Linked DNA regions of Zea mays: region 2 is linked to region 1. The links are chromatin contacts, called in public Hi-C maps. All regions are on one chromosome and are shown on one strand. The core of a region is the stretch at or near the end of the contact, and the rest is flanking DNA. Distances in the headings are between cores, read along the strand shown. Region 1 holds the start of LOC103635498 (elongation factor 1-alpha-like). Region 2 holds the start of LOC103635500 (RNA-binding protein BRN1).

What was found. A called contact is a pair of places that touch in the nucleus more often than the background predicts.
Region 2: a Hi-C map of leaf shows a contact between it and region 1, with 5 times the contacts expected there. The contact joins the promoter of LOC103635500 here to the promoter of LOC103635498 in region 1. A contact is called at or near these places in 6 of 25 Hi-C or Micro-C datasets (bundle sheath, ear, endosperm and 2 more).

The regions. Positions count from the first base shown.
Region 1 is chr8:86,299,757-86,307,191 of Zm-B73-REFERENCE-NAM-5.0, reverse strand. LOC103635498 (elongation factor 1-alpha-like) reads right to left here and starts at 3,538. Exons shown (of 3, transcript NM_001301478.1): 1 at 3,476-3,538; 2 at 2,316-2,797; 3 at 483-1,581. The coding sequence starts at 2,777. The coding sequence ends at 700.
Region 2 is chr8:86,477,859-86,485,293 of Zm-B73-REFERENCE-NAM-5.0, reverse strand. It overlaps LOC103635500 (RNA-binding protein BRN1), which reads right to left and starts at 3,680. Exons shown (of 9, transcript XM_008657936.3): 1 at 3,296-3,680; 2 at 1,733-1,815; 3 at 1,087-1,138; 4 at 855-980; 5 at 690-772; 6 at 1-141. The coding sequence starts at 3,521.

The sequences.
Region 1 (7,435 bases), core at 2,289-4,788:
CCGCTTGTCTTCCCACGTGCTACGATCGCCTCCCTAGCGGTTGAGCCCATGCCATCTCCCTCCCTTCCGTGTGTCTCTATCGGGGCACCTTTTTGGCCCTCTCCGCTCACACCGCACCTTCGTCACCACCACCTCCCCGAACCACCACCGATTGGGTGGTTGACTCCGGAGCCTCCTTTCACACTACCCCCTCCACTCCCATCCACCCCACCTATCACATCCTTCCTCCATCGTCGTCGGCAACGGTTCCACCCTCCCGGTCACCTCTGTAGGTACATCTATCCCACTCATCTAACTTCATATTTCAAAATACACAGCGTGCAAAATACACATCGTGCGTTTCAGGAGTTGCATAAGGGATGCTCGTCTCGCTGCTACCCTATTCTATTTTCATACTTCTGTCGCTCTATCCTCACGAGTGAACCTGTCGTAGAAAAATGTGGGCAGACTTTAAAATAATCAGTTCAACGGCGCCCAAAAGGGACATAAGTCTCGAGAGCTTTCAATTTTTGCCGCTACTGATAGCAGACAAAGGCACACCCGCAAGTGGCGCTCGACGTTGACGCTACCCAAACAACAGGGCACGCCGCAGCAGAGCTTAACAGTACACAATAACAGTAACAACCGCATACAAAACTTCGGGATGGAGTGACAAGTCAGGTATTGCAAAAGCAGATACAGGATTAACGACAGGTTGCATCATTTCTTTTTGGCAGCTGCCTTGGTAACCTTGGCGCCGGTCGGGTCCTTCTTCTCCACACTCTTGATGACTCCAACAGCAACTGTCTGCCTCATGTCGCGGACAGCAAACCTACCAAGGGGAGGATACTGCGAGAATGTCTCCACCACCATGGGCTTGGTGGGAATCATCTTCACCATACCAGCATCGCCGTTCTTCAAGAACTTGGGCTCTTTCTCAAGCTCCTTGCCAGAACGCCTGTCGATCTTGGTAATCAGCTCAGCAAACTTGACAGCAATATGGGAGGTATGGCAGTCCAGCACTGGGGCATAGCCGTTACCGATCTGGCCAGGGTGGTTCATGATGATGACCTGGGACGTGAAGCTGGCAGCCTCCTTGGCAGGGTCATCCTTGGAGTTTGAGGCCACAAAACCACGCTTGAGATCCTTCACAGCAACGTTCTTCACGTTGAAGCCAACATTGTCACCAGGAAGGGCCTCCTGAAGAGCCTCGTGGTGCATCTCAACAGACTTCACCTCAGTAGTCAGGCCAGTTGGACCGAAGGTGACAACCATACCAGGCTTGATGACACCAGTCTCCACACGACCAACCGGTACAGTTCCAATACCACCAATCTTGTACACATCCTGCAGGGGGAGACGCAGGGGCTTGTCCGAAGGTCTCTTGGGCTCGGTGATCTGGTCAAGAGCCTCAAGCAGGGTCGGGCCTTTGTACCAGTCAAGGTTGGTGGACCTCTCAATCATGTTGTCGCCCTCAAAACCAGAGATGGGGACAAAGGCAATCTTATCAGGGTTGTACCCAACTTTCTTGAGGTAGGATGAGACTTCCTTCACAATCTCATCATAACGCGCCTTGGAGTATTTGGGAGTCGTTGCATCCATCTAAAAACAGAACAGCAACAGAATAGCATTACCATTAGTTTGATTATCCATGTCACAAAGACAGTGTATGCTTGAAACAGAACAATACTATTAGTTTAATGGAATAAATCACATGAACAGCAGGCAAACTGTAAATATGTTAAAACACATAGATCAAAATTAACTGACTGGTAGTATGGTGCACAGGAATAAAGTTGTTTACACTGACATCCCAGCTGTAAGAACTAACACATAAATAGGTAGATCACCACATATCATAATTCATATATATGTAACCAACATAGCAAGTCCTGGATGTAACAAATGCAAAGAAGGTAAATACAGAGCTGACAAGGTATATGTCAATGGATCCTACTACTGAACTGTACCATCAGCACGTTAAGTAACCATAGGAATCAAATGAAGACAACTAAATGCTGCTACACTTGCACATGCATTACTTATCCACTAAGTGTTCCAATAACTTATAAACATTACTCAGAACAATTGAGTGGGAAATTTATATCAAAATTATAGAGAAAATCTTTCTGCAACAGATCTGACTAGCAATATTGAAGGCTATTAAGTTAATTAACTACTAAATATCAAAAGAAACAGAAGGTTAATGGAAGCTCTAGCCACTAATTGCAATTCACAAATTCTACATTCAACTAAAAATAGTGTATACATCTCATATACCATTATACTAGAGTCTCAACTAGTGAAAAGTAAAATAGAAATTCCTGAGAGCATACCTTGTTGCAGCAGCAAATCATCTGCTTCACTCCAAGAGTGAACGCAAGGAGAGCATGCTCACGGGTCTGGCCATCCTTGGAGATACCAGCCTCAAAACCACCAGTGGTGGAGTCAATGATAAGGACAGCACAGTCAGCCTGGGAGGTACCAGTGATCATGTTCTTGATGAAGTCACGGTGTCCAGGGGCATCAATGACGGTGCAGTAATACTTGGTGGTCTCAAACTTCCACAGAGCAATATCAATGGTGATACCCCTCTCACGCTCAGCCTTGAGCTTGTCGAGCACCCAAGCATACTTGAAGGACCGCTTGTTCATCTCAGCAGCCTCCTTCTCAAACCTCTCTATTACACGCTTGTCAATGCCTCCAAGCTTGTAGATCAGGTGGCCGGTGGTGGTCGACTTGCCAGAGTCGACGTGGCCAATGACCACAATGTTGATGTGGGACTTCTCCTTACCCATGGTTGAAGGTGAAGCTTAAACTGTTAAGACAGACGAATCAATAATTAGAAACACTAGTAAACAAACCCCCCCCCCCCCCACTAACAAAACAATCAGCTTTAGAAAAAGCATCATACACATAAGCACGGGAAAATAAAGCAGCAAACAATGAACAGAGCAAACAATATAATATAAAAACAAAGCAGGCCTAGAAAACATAAAAAGAGCAAACTAGTAAGTGTGCGCATAGAATGTTGAGCCAGTAAAAATTGGACATACTATAAAAACCAGATCAGAAATTTGGTCATATTATGAGGTTGCAACTCTTACTGTACATGAACTACGAAGACGGATACAGAGGAAAGTATCTGCAAAACAGAAACTACAGCTGCTCTACACATAAAAAAATTCGATCTGACACTTTATTATGACCACGTAAAATTACCGCAAGCACAATCAATAAGTCGTCCAACGACGGTGCGTAAGTAATTCGTCGGATCCAGAAGAAACAATCCGCAAGAATCAGGTTATCAAAACACGGAAGTAAACAAAACCCAAAATCCCTAACGGAATGGACGTGCAATAGCTACAATTGCTCGCAAAACAAAGGACTTAATCACTACAGGCACGGGCAGGCAGTAGAGTACAACTTTGATCCAATCGCTATCGCATCAAGCAGATCTAGAACAGAGGTCGAGTGGCAGAGGATGAGCCAATACCTTGCAAGGGAGAGAGGCCAAATTGGAGGCGTAGACGGCAGAACCGCAGAAGACGACGGCGAGTTGGGGAGGAAGGTGCTGGCCTCTAGGGTTCGAGACTTTATATAAGGGCTTCGGCGTAGGCCGGACCAGCCAAATAATTGACTCCCGAATGGCGGCCCAGGGCCCATAAACGGAGCCAGAAAGGCATTGTTATTTGAAAATTGAAATTGTTCATGCTGAAAGTGGAACATGACATTCTTCAATGCCGTCCAAATTAGGAGCTCAACCGTAGTACTAATTAAAACGGCTTAATTAACCGTTCAATATCAAAAACGGTCCAGGATTTAAGTATAAGGCCAGGTACAAGACACCAGTTCGGTTTTTTCTAAATATAAGAAACGACTAAGAGGTTACATGGTACAACCCTTAGACATTGAATCATTAATGTAGCTAAGAGACAACGTGTATAAAAATCGTAAAGAGACGGCCTTTTCGCGAAGAGTCCATCTATTGTATTTTTTCACTTTGCCCCTTACTGACCTCTTAAGAGACCACATATTAAATGGGGTTGTATATACCGTAAGAGGGATCATTATGTATTTAAATAGGAATAGAAGAGTGAAGAAAGATAAAAACAAAGGTAATCAAAGCATATAAATGCCATTGGAGATTAATATGATGGGGTTAAAAGGACAACCCTCATACCATGATATGGTTTTCTAAATAAAAGACACATGTAGGTATTGTTGGGGGCCTTCGTCTTCCAAATGTCCTCAAAAACACGGCTAACCATTTGTTAAGTGTTACAGGAGCTTTGTTACTGGAAAAGCTTCGGGATAGATCAATGGAAGTGTGACGAAGCAAGCTTCGTTACATGACGCAGGAAGGCGGCGTAAAGAGAAGGTGTTGTTGACAATATTGTCCTTGGGATAATTATAAACTTTGTGTGTAATCTATGAGGGCATGAATGTAACATCGTACGAAGCTACACGATTGCCTATAAATAGATGAACAGTATCATCGTATTGTTCACACTGAATTGGAATCGCATTCACGCCTTTGCCTTCAAGCAAGCCGAAAGAATCAATGTAACGTGCATTGTGTATCAGTTTGTTAATATATGAAATGTATCTTAATATTGTTCATACATTCGTTATGAAATGAATAAATGACGTAATGTTACGTCTGTAACTATGTTTTTTATATTTGTGAATATTGAAGACATGTTCTTCATGACCTTCGTCCGAGACTCATTATACCCGAAGGGAGATAATGCTTCGAAGAACGAAGGTCTTTAACGTTTAACAATTGTGTTGCCTTGTTCTTGGTTCACATCAATAAAAAACAAGTGACCAACATTGGCGCCCACCTCCTGTGAACTCGAACGACCACCTTCGTTAAGAGAACTCGAACGACCACCTTTGTCATGCCGCCGAGGAAGACTGCGGTGCCAGGGGCTTCCCTTGCTCCTTTGGACACCAATCAAGATGGGCTCCTTCTAAGGGAGACCCGAAGCTAGAAGAGGAAAGCTATTAGTCCAACACCACAGGACGAAGAGTTGGATCAAGAGATCAGGGATCTAGAAGCTATCCATCAACAAGTGGAAAGAAGAAGGGAGAAGATGTTTCGGCTAGCTGAGCTCCAGAAAAAGATAGACGAAGCATCCAAAGAGATGCACACATCACACAAGACAATGAACAAGGGCATAAGCCACAACAGAGAGACCTTCATCAAGAAAACCCTAGCCATGATGACATATGGTATGACGACTTTCATCAACATTGCTTTTGATGATGCTTCCCCCTAGCTACAGAATTGTAGGCTACCCCATGGCCACCTTCATAAAAACCACCCCAGCTTCCCATGTATGATGGTCACTCGGACCCGAAGCGGTTTCTCATGAGCTACAAAGCAACCATATCATCATATGGTGGCAACACCGCTGCCATGGCAAAGTCCTTTGTCATGGCAGTCAGAAGTGTTGCTCAAACCTGATATTCTTCTCTTAGGTCAGGAACAATTACATCATGGCAGAAGTTGAAGGATATGTTGGTCACTAGCTTTTAGGGGTTTCAGACAAAGCCAGTTGAAAGGGAATTAGGCTTACACCTATTTCCTAATTAATTTTGGTGGTTGAATTGCCCAACACAAATAATTGGACTAACTAGTTTTGCTCTAGTGTATAAGTTATACAGGTGCCAAAGGTTCACACTTAGCCAATAAAAAGACCAAGAATTGGGTTCAACAAAAGAGCAAAGGGATAACCGAAGTGTGCCCTGGTCTGGCGCACCGGACTGTCCGGTGTGCCACCGGACAGTGTCCGGTGCACCAGGGGACTTCACGCTGAACTCTTCACCTTAGGGAAAATCCAGAGGCGCTCCGCTATAATTCACCGGACTGTCCGGTGCCCCAGGGAAGAGCGACTCTGGAACTCGCCAGCTTCGGAATTTGCTCCACTATAATTCACCGGACGTGTCCGGTGCACACCGGACTATCCGGTGAACCAGCAGAGCAACGGCTAGTTCGCGCCAACGGTCACCTGCAGCAGCATTAAATGCGCCAGAGCGCGCAGAAGTCAGGCTCGCGCGCGCTGGCACACCGGACACTCTATAGTACATGTCCGGTGTGCCACCGGACATCCTGGCAGGCCCAGCAGTCAGAGCTCCAACGGTCGGAACCCAACGGCCTGGTGACGTGGCTGACGCACCGGACACTGTCCGGTGCGCCCTTCGCCAGAACACTTCGCCAACGGCTAGTTTTTGGTTGGTGGCTATAAATACCACCCCAATCGGCCACTTCAATGTGAGGGAGCCCAAGCAACATTCCAAGTCATCTAGTTGACATACTCAAGCCCTCCCAACCACATATATTCATTGATCCATCCTATACACAAGATTTAGACCACTACAACCAACGCAAGTGCCACAAAAGAGAGAGCAAGCAATTGAGAGCTACTCAATTGAGTTTAGCCCTAGTGCCTTGTGAGATTCCTTGAGAGATAGTGTGTGCTTCATCCTTGTGTTCATTTGCGCGTGGAGTATTGACTCCCATCGAACTTCCTCCAAAGTTTTGGAGGCTTGTAAAAGCTAGCAAGAGACACCAAAGAGTGTGGTGGTCCTTGTGGGATCGAGAGTGATCCTTGAAAAGAAGAAGAGCTCGCCGATCCTTGTGTGATCGGTGGAGAGAGGGAAAGGGTTGAAAAAGACCCGTCCTTAAGTGGACTCCTCAACGGGGACTAGGCCTTCGAGGGCCGAACCTCGGTAAAACAAATCACCCGTGTCATTTGTGTTTATTGCTTGTGATTTGTTTGCTTGCCCTTATTCTAAGTTTTCTTGCGCTATTCTTTGTCAATATCATTTGGTGTTGTTTCAAGTTAAATTCTCATTTAGTGAAGCAACACTTCGCAAGAAAGAACTTGACTTATTGTTCTTCCCATCTAAGCCTACTTGCTTTATTATTCATACATTTATTAGTTGTATTGATTATGTATTCCGTATTATTTTAAAGCAACATTCATTACAAGCAAGAGACTTAGTTTTTATACTCTGATATTTATATATCTTGTTCTAACCACTAATCAAGGGATCTAGTTGGGGATAAAGTTTTAATTTTCAGGTTTCGCCTATCCACCCCCCTCTAGGCGACTTTCAATTGGTATCAGAGCTAGGCACTTCATCTTGAGTCTAACAACTCGAAGTGATGGCTCGTAGAAGATCCCAAAAGAACAAGAAGACAACTCCGAAGGAGAACAAGGAGGTAACTCTTGAGATATTACTTTCCGATTGTTCTAATTATGATTCATGGTCCACTAGAGTGATAAATGCCTTTAGAATCATAGATCTACAATTAGAACAAATTTTAGACAAGAGTATTATTCCTCCTAACTATGCTAGGGAAAATGCCTCGGAAGAAGATTTAAGATGTATTCGCTTAAACTATCTAGCTTATGACATCTTAAGTAAATCCCTTAGCAAAAAG
Region 2 (7,435 bases), core at 2,431-4,930, 180 kb before region 1:
TAGAGCTCCAAACACTGAATTCTGCCGCATAGCATTTGCATTCAACATGTTAGAAGACTGGAATGGAGATTTTTGCGCTTTTCGAGCTTGCCTTTCCTTTTCAGTGTCAGCCCATTTGACAACCAAGGGAACACTTGAACCCTAACCAAAATGACCAAGCCATGTTAGATTCATGAGATTTCAGAACTGAAGTAATCTATATCATACAACTATACAAGGCCAAGGTATCAATGATCTATTACATGCATTGATATCATAGTATATCATCGAACATAAGACAAAATGTCATAAAAGAAATATCTTCTACCTAAAAAATAATGGCAAGCAACTACTCTCAAAACTGGAGTCTATGTTTGAATGATTTTACTTCACATGAATCTATCAGATTATGTTCACTTAGTGAAAGCAGAGAATTCCAGAATTTCTTGCTGCAATATTGTGGAAAATAGCTCAGTACCAGCACAATGATATGTAAACTGGAAGTACCATCCAATGTGTGGCTGATAGGTGATGTTTGCAAATTGCAATCACGGTAAGCATCTTTCATTCGAAACTTTTGAAATGCAATGATATTGAGTTCATAAATCACTGAGCTACATAATCCTGTTAAGAATAGTAGGGGACAGGAGAAGTAAAGTAATATCGCTGTTAAGGAAAATATTATTTTGGAATCTTTTATTTCTACGAACCTCTATTTTGTGTGTTCCATTTAGAGCTTCTATAGCAGCCACAGCTTGCTCTTTTGTTTCATATTTTAGAAAGGCACAGCCAGCTGCAACATCCACAATTGATAAACAAGTTAGAAAGAACTAGAAGTGACTATGTCGATGCTCCTTCCCTAATCTGAACTTTACCTTTGCTCGTTTGTTGAGAACCTCTCAAAATCTGCAAATCCTTGATATTCCCATATTTTGAAAATAAATCTATCATTTCAGCATCTGTTACATTTTTTGGTAGCATTCCAACAAAGAGCTTGTGCTCTGGAAGTAACAGTATAACACATATCAGTGAAAAATCTAAAAAACGAGCCAAAATCAACCTGCAAATACATTATAAATGATGATACAATTTTGAGGAGCCTCATACCTAATCTTTCCAACTCCCCATCAGCATATTTTACTTGCAAGGGACTTGAGGCCTAATTTAGAACAGAAAAAATAGGAAAGAGAATGTTAAAGCTAGTCAGTCTTAGAGAAATAGACATTTGAAAAAAAATATTAAGTACTTTAGGAATATTAAAGAAAGTTCTTGAGGTCTTGAGGATGGAATGCAACTGTACATGGAGACTGCTTGAAACAATATCTAAAACATTTCAGATTTTACCCATCATCAGAAACTATTGTCTTATATGTCACTGACAAAGCAAGATTCATTTCACTTCATCCACATTCCAAAAAATGGGCTTGTATCATGGACTCCCTAATGTATTCCACAGTTTAGGTCCGAAAGCTAATTCATGTATGAACAAACATCTGCTAGTACTAGCCAGGTACAACAATATATGGAATGATAGGATTCAGTCCAGGATTCTAAGATAATGTAAGCACTAAATTAGTTTGAAGACAACTTTGAATGCAGAAAAAGCACCAGCTTTTCCACTTAGCAAACAACATTCCAAATGGTGCCACTATTTCTGAATTCTGACCTCAAAGAACTTGAGGGATCAGTTACTGCTTTGTACTTACTACAGTGTACCCAAGATTCCAGGAAAAATACAAACAGGGTTTCATACCCCAGGTAGTGTGCGCTTGTTGTGGTATGCAGTCACAGCCTTGTCAGCCTCCTCCCTTGATGGACATATCAGGAAGCAGCAGCCTGCAAAGGTCCGATACACTTGAATCAAACCTCAAGACTATCTCCAGCAGTCTTACCTATCACACCTCCTTTTCAAACTTCACTCTGTATTAAATAGTGCAGTCTTCAGTGCAATTGCACAACCATATACACGGTCTGATGGCCACAGCCTTAGGGAACAAAAAGGGTACGACCCACCCATCTGTAGATACATAACACTACAATCCAACAAGAACCAAACAAAAGAAGCAAAAACCTAAAGTAAAAAATATTCTCTAAGCAAAACAACAACAAAACTAGTTTAGCAGCAAAGGACATTCCAGTTGAATTTGCACATGAAGAACAACACAAGCTATCACTTTTACATGGCTCCTTCAGCCCTTCAGGAGGAGAATGCTAAAACTATTAGAAATCAGAAGCATAATGAAGCAGTACCTCCACAAAAATTCAAACCAGTCACAATAAAGAAGCTCCACTCCCCTGTAGTGTTGCAAAGAACCAAACTCTTACTAAAACACGGTCAATGGAGTTTTGAATGGTCGTATACTAATAAAATTCTTGAACCAATGATGTTCTTAAATAGACAAAAACAGCAAACATGTGTGAGATTCTGTTGTCCCTAAATTTTAGCCAAATCATACAAGAGCATCTTCAGTTATCAGTTGGTATGTACTAAAACACAGGCAGCCTATATTCGGGGGCCAACTGAAACTAACCAGCTCAAATCAAAGCCCAGGTCCAACTAAATCTCAAGCAATCAACACAAAATTTTGCATCACGGGATCAAAAACAGATGATAAGAAGCAAGATCCAAAGTATTGGCAGGAGCTAAAAGCCTAAAGTCCATCAAAACAGCAAACTGTGGATCTAATCCTGCAAATTCATCAAAAGAGAAGGATGGAAACTGAAGATAAGCAAACAAAACATTGCAAATTTGCAACATCGTACGCCAGCTTTGGGTACCAAAAGAGTCAAAGGGTTCAAGTCCCAGCAGTCCTCCGAGCAAACAAAACAACTTCCAACATAAAACATATCAAACTATAAGATGTTCAAAGCTATCCTCCACCAAAGGGAGGTCGCATCACAGCATGCATTTCTGTAACACACAGAGAGAACAAGAGGTAACACCAAGTGAACGCATCATATCACCCATTGCACAGGGATCGCTGGTAAAACAGCCAATTCCTAGCGAATGACGAGATCCGCTAGCTTTTCGGCTCCGCATGAACACCCACGAACAGGAAAACAGCAACTTCAGCGGCATTGCCCCGAACTAGCTTAGCACCCACAAAGTTGAGCCCTCAAAAGCAAGGAACCCCTCCCGAGAGACGGACGGCCGGAGGCAGCACGCCTCCGTCTCCCTCCAGCTGTCCCAAGCGAAGCCACGCCTCAGATCGCGACAACCCGTTGGTCCCACCCCCACGCGGGGCGTCGCACCGCACCGCATTGCAGGGAGGGCGAAAGAATTCAGCAACAAGGACGGAGGCATACGGATCCGGACCTCGCGAGACCCTGGTGGCCCTGTCGCGGATGACCGTGACCTCGTCGACGAGGGCGACGCCGCGGAACATGGCGACCAGCTCGGCCTCCGACATCTGTTTGGGCACCTGCCCCACGAAGAGCTTGACGCTCTCCCTGCTGCGCCCCTCGACCCCGGCGCCACCTGACGCCGCGGCGGCCGCCGGCTGCTGCTGCTGCTGGTCCCTGTCGCAGCCGTCCTCCGCCATTGGACCCAGCCGGTGTGGCTAGCTAGCTGGCTAGGGTTTGCGTGGGAGTCTCGGATTGACGGGGCTGGTCGCCTCGGCGGAGGGGGGAAGGGTAGGGAGACGGAGTCGGGAGGGATGGAGGGAGAGGGACTAATAGCGAGTAAATAAATGGTGATTAAATTATTAGCGTGATGAAGTCGGAGCGTGGGGAGACAAGCTGGTGAGATGTGCTAGCTTCATGTGATTTTGCTTTCCACATGATTATGGCCCCGTTTATTTACCTATTCTATGATTATGAATCTGTTTGGAACTTCTAAAATTAATAGTTAGCTATTAAAAATTAGTTGTTTGGACTATCAGCTAATATTATAGTTAATTATTAGCTATCTCACAACTAACAATTAGTTAATTAATTGACTCAACCCTGCTAATAATTTATTAGTTGGCTAACTATTAGCTGTAGAGGTTCCAAACAGGACCATAATTCATCTTATGGATTATATAAGCACCTATTGGCTTGCTTATGAATTATCATAATCTAGGTATCTAAATTACATAATCTATCTAATAATTTGTGTTGTTTATTTACCTCTCAACTTATTTAAGCTAGAGTATATATCTAATATGCTCTTTTTTCTTCCTCTGTATTTATTTGCTCCCCTCTCCCTCACACCCCCTCATCTTCCTACCCAGGTACACACTAGGATAGGTTGTTACACCAAAGAGACATGTTGGAACCAATAAGTCCACTTATTGTGAATATTGAGAAGAGATCAGGGGTGGATCTAGGACCAAGGCTGGTAGAGATGTAGCCCTAGTCCAGCATCATAAGTAGCACTTAGTACCCTATAGTGATTTTAACATAGTTGTCGCGGAAACCAAGGGACAATGAGATTTGTGTTCGGTAGAAGGTGCTAGCACAGACTCACTCCGAATGGTGAATCACTGGGACTCAACGAGAAATCTGAGACAAGGGGTTATACTGGTTCGGACTCGCACCTTACTATAGTGTAGTGTCAATCGTAGTATTGCTTGGAGATTGTTACAACAAGTGTGCTTGTGTCCCTAGAAAGAAAGTGGTCCTGCCCTTTTATAGTTCTAAGGTAGGACTTTACAATGCGGACTTGTATTCTACTGGAGGGTGCTCGGCCGGTTGCCCTTGGATGGTGTAGTCCTCCCGACGTCGTCTATAGGGTTGTACGTCGTTGTACTCTTGGTATGACGTACCGCCTCGTCTGTTTGGCATACGGGTCCCTGTAGCAAGCTTGATGTTGATGTAGCGACGTTCGACGGGTCCCAAAGGCCAAAGGGTAGTCTTATGGTGGAGCTCAGGGTCGTGCTTGGCGCAGCTTTGTCTTCCATCATGAACCCCACGTCACTTCCAGCATGCGTAGGCATACACCCGGTATGGTGTATCGTCCCGTCCTTTCCTGTAAGTGGGTCACTGTAGATACTCCAATGCTGAGGTCCCTACGACAAGGGTTGACTAGCTCCACACATCAGTGGGGGCTCACCTGAGACTATACCATTGTGTTTGACAGGGACTTTTCGACACCGTACACGTGGCCCGAACATGGTTTGGTGGTGACGCATCTTGTCATGCTGACGTGGGTCAGCAGCATTAGGTTGTCCCTTCCCCTACGCTGTTTTGCTCGGGACCTAGTCATTTGTTGCGCCTCGCGGGATTTCTCGACAAATGGTTGGTCTTTTGTTCCGCCTCGTGGGGTTGCTCAACGGAGGACTTGGTCGTTCGGCGCAGGTTGCTCGACAGAGACTTGGTCGTCCGCTCTACCTCGCAGGGTTGCTCGGTAGAGACTTGGTCGTCTGTTCCACCTCATGGGTTTGCTCGATGGAGAATCGATTAGTGGGTCATTTCAAGGAATTTCTTGGACTTCCTTTGGGCACCCCGTTCCTGGGTGCCCAACAGCAGCCCCGAGCCTTTGTGTAACTCCTTGGAGTTGCGTAGAGGCTTTTGTTGGGAAATGGCCATTCTAGGTGTGCGCAAGCGCATCTGCTAGATGTAGCCCCTGAGCCCCGAGTAATTCGTGTGGATTGCTCGGGGGTTTACTGGGTTGGTTTGCAGATTCAGAGGCAGACCCTTTCTGCAGTGGTCATCACGCGCTGAGCGTGAGCCCATCTATTATTGTCTCGCCTTCTGCTTATGACCAAAGTCTTGTGCACGCGAGCGTATCTAGTAGATGTAGCCCCTGAGTAATTCATGTGGATTGCTTGGGGTTAACTAGGTTGGTTTGCAGCTTCAGGGGCGAACCCTTTCTGCGATGGTCATCACATGTTGAGCGTGAGCCCATTTTGCTGGTGTAAGGTGTGATTTCTGGCCCTTGTTTCTTTGGTCGTCAGTCTGACTTCTTATGTGCACGCATCCATGTTCGAAAAGGGTTTTCTAAAGCCCTTATGAGGGGAGGGACACCCTCCTTCGACCTATTCGGCGCGCGGAGGGGGTCGTCAATCTGTGAACGGGTTATCTAAGTGAGATCCGACCACCTTTTTGCTAGGTGTACTCTTAGCGAGTGGTCCCACTAAGGGGCTCGACCCGCTGGGGACATCTCATTGAGTCCTTCCTTATTCAACCCCGTATCGCCCCTTTGATCGACCTTGCCGACGAAAGGGAGGCTCTGTGGCCACCACGTCAATTGGGTTCCCACAGGAGAATGTGAGGTACGACCTTGGATGTGGGTATGAGCAAATGACCTATGGGCCGGTCACCTAGCTTGTAGCTCACTGGGAGCTTGCTCGCGTTGGGATTTTTGAGTGGGTCTCGGTTTTACCTGGTTGGTGTGATGTAGTTACTGCGGTGGCACGGTAAAGCAGGGTGGTCATCATGACTCTGCTCGGCGTGGACGGCTTGATGGGACTCAAAATGGTCTGCTTGCTACATCGTGCCTAGGTGGCGTTTCTGTCTGGCTAACCACCCCACCAGTTACTGGTGCAACTTCTATGGCACGTCCTTCTAGCGCTCTGTCCTAGGTGACGGGATCCTACAAGGCACACAGTTTCCCTTGCCCGACTCCCAAGGTGACCCTTCGTCGAAAGGGGTGAATCCCTTCGTGTTGTTTGAGGTGGCCCCCACTTTTTGGGTGCCATCCTTGCCCCCTGCACTTACGCATAAGTAGATTGGGAGGGTGCTCGGGGTTGGTTACTCTTACTGTATTTTTGTGCCGTGAGCTAGCCCTCTCAATCGCTTTGCCTCCTCACAACCTTGTGCCCATCCTTTTACTTCCCGTGCGCATGGCATCGTTCCCATCCTGCATGATTCGGGAGAGTCATCTTCACGGCCTAGAGAAAAAAGGTTCCTCCCAAAAAAGATGTCTCAGGGTGGAGGCTGGAAGGTGATGGTGAAGTGCCTCGTCCTAGGGACGATGAAGTGGTCGTGCTTGCATCCTTTTATGAGTGCGAGTTTGGCCTACCCCTTCATCCTTTATGCGTGGGCTCCTCCATCACTATCACCTGAAGGTCCAGAATGTCCATCCCAACACCATCCTTCACATAGCATGCTTCATCACACTATGTGAAGTGTTCATGGGGATTGACCCCCACTGGAGGTTGTGGTAGTATTTCTTCAGTGCGCAGGTGTCCTTGGGTCACGGCGATCAGTTGTACATCGGCTCGGCTATCATTCAGCTATGCTCTGGTCGGAAAGTGGAGTATTTCAAGATCCCCTCCCTTCCTCCGTCTGGTACGAAGATGAGTGGTTTTATGTGAGGAATGTGGTTGGGAGTTCCTCGCCATTCACTCGTCGGGAGCCGGTATCTACGGAGGAGTAGCAACGCATGGGATAGGCGAGCTTTAAGATCGAAGTGGAGCATCTGCTGACGTTGGTCAAGACGTTGAAGCAACGGGTCTTTTGGCGCGTACCTTCATGCATCGCCAGATTCAACCTCTGATGGCCCACCAGAAACTGATGCACCAGTACTCCA